Linked DNA regions of Anas platyrhynchos: region 2 is linked to region 1. A link is a contact called in public Hi-C data. All regions are on one chromosome and are shown on one strand. The core of a region is the stretch at or near the end of the contact, and the rest is flanking DNA. Distances in the headings are between cores, read along the strand shown.

Region 1 (3,364 bases), core at 372-2,871:
TTCAGACCATAATGTATTTTGTTTGTATGTAAGCATACACCTGTTTAATGCTACTGTGTAAGAGCAGCATTTGGTCCAAGGGTGCTGTTGCTGAGCACTTCAGATGTGTAAACTAAGACGAATTTACCAATGAAGACACAAGTTCTTGTGTTTAGTGAGATAGAAATGAAAAAGGGGAGTTCTTACAGTGCTGCATGTCCGTGTATCCTGGCTGTTTACACTGTAACTAGATTGGAAAGGGACAAGTCCTAAACCGTGATTTTCTGAAAGTTACCGAAGGTGCATTTCTTCCTACTGACTGCAAAGGTAACTGACTGCAGCCTGCAGTCTGTCCTGCCAAGTCTTCTAGGTTTCCTCATAGGTACTATTTCAAGTACCTCAATATTCCTCTGTCCCTCAGTCCTGCGGATTGTTTTAAGGCAAAATGCTCAATATAGCTGTAATAGACTGGAGAATTGTCCTAAAAGCTTTTGCAATGTTTGGTCTATGAGACATGATAATATTTTTGTCACTGCTTTTTAATCAATAAAGTGGTTTGTAAGTGGTGTTTCCTAGCATACAAGATCCACTGACAATTTTTAGCAAGCCATATCCTCAACCTACTAAACCCAGTGCTTCAGGACATGAGTTCTAACTTCTGAATTCAGTATAAGTATTTTTCAATGGGAAAAATTCTGATTCATAGAACTTCTCGCAGACAAGTACAACTAAATATTTAATACAGATAGCTCATGGGACTTCCTTCCCTTTGTATCTTCTCCCTTCTCTTAATCTGTAGGCGCTGTGTGAATCTGCTCTTCACACCCCTTATGATAGTTTGAAACTGGGCATGCTATCTGTTCTCTCCACGTTATCAGGGACCATTGCCATTAAACAGTACTTCAGCAGCGCTCCAGGTAAGAAAGCTAGATCAGATGATTACTTAAGCATTTTTGGTGGATTGGCTACCTACCGGTAAACAGGTCAATCACTAAACACTTTGTGGCATATTCTTAAAGTATATTTTTCCTCGAGAACACTGATGGTCAGTTAGGCTGTTTTCACTGTATGTACTCTTATATGGGATAGTAATATATCGATAGACCCAGTCATGGTCTGTTCTGGATTTTGTGGCTAATAAACTTTGTTTACCTTTGGGTTTTAAAATTCTATTTATACACTAAGGAAACAGCGTGCTTCTTAACTGGTCAACCTGTGTTCTGCTTAAGGTGCTTTGAAATCATGGATTTGCATGGTTTATTAGAATGAATAAACTGAGCAATGAAGCATGGAGGCTTTATGGTATGAGAAAGAATAGACATTTCAAAATGGTTCAGGATGTCTCATCCTTAAAATGGTGATAGTTCCTGAAACATCAACCTTTAGACCTGGATACTCTCTTGTGTATATCTAACTTGCATTCAAGAAAGGCTTTTGTGTTTGTATATATTGGAATACATGTTAAAATGATAGGATGAAAACATATGAATTAAAATAAATGATTTAACAAGCAACAAAAGCACCCTAAGTCAATGCAGATTTTGTGCATAAATGTACTTGAAAGATTTGTGGTACAATTAAGGAATGTGCTCTTTTATGTCCTGTCTGTCTTCTCTTTATTTAGGAACAGCAGCTACAACTGCAAGGTCATTTGATTTAGTAAAACTAGCACAGGAGTGCTGTTATCATAATAACCGTGGCATTGCAGCTCATGGAGTGAGAATTCTAACTAATATATCAGCCTCTTGTCAGGAAAAAGGTAAATGAAAGCAAGGACTATGAAATGAGTCTATTTACAGTCAGGCTTATGCACTTAGCACATATTAACTGGTCTTGTCTGTAAGGCTGTCTGATCCTTTACCCTGGTCAGGAAGAATGGGGACTGTAATCTAGTAGAAAAAGTTTTGTAGGATTTTATGAATGGTTGGTAAGGTTCCATCTTCTGTTAACTTACATAAAATTACCAAGTGCAGCAGAGCTCCTGTTAAATAAAAGCTTGTCTTACCTATGTTGTAAGCTACTGAATTTCTTGTTGGTCTTTGAAAACTCTTAGAACAAAGTCTGTTGCAAAAGAAAAACGTGACATTTAGAAGGCATAGTCTAGAATCGTTATGTTGACCCTACATATGTCACAGTTGGTGTGACTGGTGAATAGTTACCTGAGAGATTGAATTGTTTGAAATCAAAATAAAGGAAGGCAGAATTATTAGGAAAATACTCATCTATCATCACTGCAACACCAGTGCAAGTATTATATTGATTGTGATCAGAAATTGTAACAGGGAGCTGACTGACTGTTTCTTTTTCTTAGATCTTCTGCCTTTGGAGCAAGATGCAGTTTTTGGCTTAGAGTCTCTTCTTGTTCTTTGTAGTCAAGATGGCAGTCCAGGAGCTCAAGCAACCTTAAAGGTGACACTGCTGTTGTCTTTTCATTAGCACAGCTGTAAGTTACAGTAATGGTTTGTATAGCAGAAGGGCTAAAGTGCACCAGATCCTTTTTTAGTGGAAGCACAGCATATTGGGGAAAAAACCAAAATTTTTCTGTGTTCTGCCAGCAATTGGAGTTCAGAGTGGTAGTACACAACTGTAACATGACCTCTCTCAGCTCTAGAGTAAGCTGGTTGTCATAATGGAAAAAAGATGCATCCCTCTGATGAACAGCTGTAAGGAAACATAAACATGGGATGGAGGTGTCTGTGGAGGATGGAGAAATTTTTGGAGAGACCCTGATTTTTGGAGATGGGGATGCAATTTGTGCATGATTACAACATTCCTATGATCTATTATTTTTAGTATTTTACTTCATAAGCTGCTACCAGGAATTTAGTCTAGTTATTTACCTGTAAAGGCTGATAAGAGAAAAAAGATTTATCGTTTCTTGAATTTGTGGTATGTTTGTGCTGTGAGCTCAGGGATAGAGACTTGGGCTCTTTGGATATCTTCTCTGTGTGGTATGTGATTCTGAAAATACTAGCACTTCTGCATTTCTGTAATCACACTTTCAGTTAAGTATCTGATTTTGTTTTATTTTTTAAATAGACATTGTATTCATTGTATGTGTTGGTGTGTGAATTGCAGATCACCTTAACGTGCATGGTGAAGTTGGTCAAGAGCCGCCCTCACCTGAGCCAGTCTGTGGTTGAGTCTCTGTTGACCCAGCTGCACAGTGCCCAGGATGCTGCTAGGATCCTCATGTGCCACTGTTTGGCAGCTATTGCCATGCAGCTGCCCATCTTAGCAGATGGGATGCTAGGAGACCTGATGGACCTCTACAAAGTAATTGGACGATCTGCCACAGATAAAAAGCAGGAACTCTTGGTAAGACCTCCTTCTGGTGAACAATCCTGGATGGATAAAGCCTATAAACTACTGTGGATGGAATTTT
Region 2 (3,173 bases), core at 239-2,738, 130 kb after region 1:
GAGTTGAAAATACAACACCTGACAAAAGTGGTCTCCATTTCAAACTTGAAATATATTATTGGAATCATTAGACTCTGGGTTCTCTTATATGGTAAGAATGGGAAAGAAAAAGAAAAATGAGCACCTACAGAAAAAATTAATACTAATTTTTAGAAATGCGTTTTTCTCACTTTATCAAGCTCTTTAAAATAGGAATAATTAGAACAAAAATGACTGTGCTACTGGTTTTTGGAGCATGACCTTTTGACAGTTGTATGATTCAAACCAACATTTCTAAGGAAACTTTTAAGATAGACCCTAGACGAAACACAGTATTCAAAATCTACTCTGTTTCTTTTGAAATATAAATAGAAAGGCTCCCATTGATAACAGTGGGGATGCATGATGACCTTTTGCTAATTTAAAAGTACAGAAGTTTGAAACAGAGAGAGATTTGACACCAGAAATGAAGCTTACAGCCTGCATAATGCATACTGCAATTTGTGTCATTCTTATTGCATAATGCCGTAATTTATTTACAAAGCTAATACTGTATATGGGAATTTCATTTTAAGGTAATAATTAAAATTAATGATAAAAATGAATGATTTAGAGTACCCTGTTACTCATTAACAACAAAACTATATACATCTTTATACTCAATTGCTCATTTTTTCCTGTAATGAGTAGGCACCTACAGATAGAAAGCTATAGAATTCTTATAGTGGATAAAAAAGGAGCTTTTGTGCCTCCTGATGATTAACGCAAAGGCTTTGTTTTTTCTAAACCTTCAGAATATAAGAATATTTCATACATATTCAGTGAGAGCATAACACCTATGCCCCCATACCATTTTTAAAGCCTTAAAACTGCTCATTTTTGTACCTGATTCAGGATCTATACAAGTGTGTTACAACTTCTGCTTCAGAGTGCCATTTCCACACAATTAAGAGAGATCAAGCTAAACTGAGTCCACGACTGACTCCAGTATCACTCCAAAAATACCCTAAATGATGCTAAATCATACAGCATATACTTAAAATCTCTGTAATGCCATTCAGTGTATTCTAGTGTTATACAATGTAATTTAATAATAATACTGATGATAATTGCTGGCTCAACATTTGGACACGGACCCACACATTCCTGCTGCCGAATTTACGTTTGAGCCTTGGCACCCTTTGGTTTATTTGCAGAAGCTGTTTGTCTGTGGTAGGACAGCTGTCCTCATATGCTTTCTCTGTCACTTTTGTGGAGTTTTTAACACTGATTTCTTGAAGAATCAGTTTTTCCCGGCTGGTCTCAGAGGGTTATTTCCCAGAACGCTTTTCTATCGTTTCTAACAGGCTGGGTCTGGTCACGCCCCCCCCCCCTCAGGCCGGCCCCGCTGTGGCTCTCCTCATGGCGGCCGCGCGCCGCCTCCCGGCGGTTGCAACGGCCGTTAGCGGGCGGGCGCTGTTTACCCCGGCAGCCAATGGGAAGCGGGGATCCCCGGCAGGGCGGGGCCGCTCGGCCAATGGCAGGGCGGGGCGGCGCGTTCAAACGGCGGCGGCGGTGAGGCGGGGGTCTGAGGGCCGCCATTAGCGCCATGCCCGGGCGGCCCGAGGACTACGAGGTGCTGCTCACCATCGGCGCCGGCTCCTACGGCAGGTGCCGCAAGGTGCGGCGCAAAGCCGACGGCAAGGTGAGGGGCGGCGGCAGGCGCCGTGATCGGCGTGGTGGGGGGCGGCGAAGGGGGCTGGGGTCGGGGCTGGGCGAGCTGAGCGCCGGTGTCCGTCCCCCCGCAGGTGCTGGTGTGGAAGGAGCTGGACTACGGCTCCATGACGGAGGCGGAGAAGCAGATGCTCGTTTCGGAGGTGAACCTGCTGCGGGAGCTGCGGCACCCCAACATCGTGCGCTACCACGACCGCATCATCGACAGGAGCAGCACGACGCTGTACATCGTCATGGAGTACTGCGACGGCGGGGACCTGGCCAGCCTCATCACCCGCTGCACGAGGGAAAGGCACGTGGAGTACCTCGGGGCGGTGTGGGGGTGTGTAGGGTGAAGCGTCTTGGGCAGCCAAAGGAGCGAGGTTAAGGTGAAATGTGTCTCTGAGCTTGTGCCTCAGAGTCCAGCCCTTTGGACCCAGCAACTGCTGTGAAATGTGCAGAGGGCGGTGTGATGCGCTGCTGGGAGTTCTGCTAGCGGGTGCACCAGCTGATCGGATGCTTCTCTAAAAACCCTACTTCTGAAGTATAATGTTAATCTTCACAGGCTTAGGTTGAACAAGTACATGGTGCTGCTCTGTGAGAGCAGTCCAAAGTGGCGCTGGAGCTGTATAAACCAAACCGGTGCCCTCATTTAAGGAGGGCTACATTGAAAATCAGGTGTCTTAGCTCTCAGCTTGTTTACAATTTGATGCCCGTGTTGTTAGGCACGGAAATGCAGCATATCTGTTAGACCTTTTGAGGGAGGAAGGGAATGTCATGCAGACTCTGCAACAGAAGCCTACATCTTACAATGTGTTTATTTTTTTCAATTTCTACTTTTAAATTAACACATGTAGATGCCTGCTGATAGCTTATCTTTAAAGGTGATGAGCTTGATAATGTTACTAACTGTTTAAAAATATAGGACTAAGACTGGCAGCAACTACTGAAGTTGGTGTATGCTATAAAGCATCTATTAATGTTTGTTAAATGTTTTTGTCTTTCAGGCATTACTTGGAAGAAAGCTTTGTTCTCCGAGTGTTGACTCAGTTGACGTTGGCCTTGAAGGAATGTCATAGACGGAGTGATGGTGCAGTCACTGTGCATCGTGACATAAAACCAGCAAATGTCTTTCTAGACAGCAAGCAGAATGTTAAACTCGGAGATTTTGGACTGGCTAGAATACTGCACCATGACACCAGTTTTGCCAAAACGTTTGTTGGAACTCCATATTACATGTCTCCGGTAAGAGCTCCCTTTTGTGCCTTGTCTTCCCTTTCATCCTCTGAGAACTGTTTTCTGTGGTGTTGATCTCAGAGTCCATTAATACTTAGGAGGATTTAATGAAGAGTTATTAGTCTTAAATGCAGGTGACTCTTTGATAAAGTGTGTGTATGTTCTGGAGACAAGGTTATTTTGCAGATGGTTAGCTTCCAGATACCTTCATCTCATTTCTTCCTCACACCATTGCTACCTTCTTATACAGTGAAAAGTAACCTTAA

Evidence for each region. A called contact is a pair of places that touch in the nucleus more often than the background predicts.
Region 2: a contact with region 1 is called in a Hi-C map of liver, with 3 times the contacts expected there. The contact joins the promoter of NEK2 here to the enhancer-like site in region 1. A contact is called at or near these places in 4 of 8 Hi-C or Micro-C datasets (liver, skeletal muscle and subcutaneous adipose tissue).

The regions. Positions count from the first base shown.
Region 1 is chr3:25,457,975-25,461,338 of IASCAAS_PekinDuck_T2T, forward strand. It overlaps INTS7 (integrator complex subunit 7), which reads left to right. Exons shown (of 20, transcript XM_027453019.3): 8 at 779-896; 9 at 1,604-1,738; 10 at 2,291-2,388; 11 at 3,058-3,297. Among named protein-coding and RNA genes, the nearest start is that of INTS7, 7.8 kb to the left of the region's middle. Within about 2 kb of position 1,622, at least 3 of the 8 cell types and tissues checked have an H3K27ac peak or open chromatin away from gene starts, as enhancers often do.
Region 2 is chr3:25,584,929-25,588,101 of IASCAAS_PekinDuck_T2T, forward strand. It overlaps NEK2 (NIMA related kinase 2), which reads left to right and starts at 1,489. Exons shown (of 9, transcript XM_027453028.3): 1 at 1,489-1,663; 2 at 1,767-1,984; 3 at 2,679-2,916. The coding sequence starts at 1,568. It overlaps LOC140002114 (a long non-coding RNA gene), which reads right to left and starts at 1,493. Exons shown (of 3, transcript XR_011808100.1): 1 at 1,116-1,493.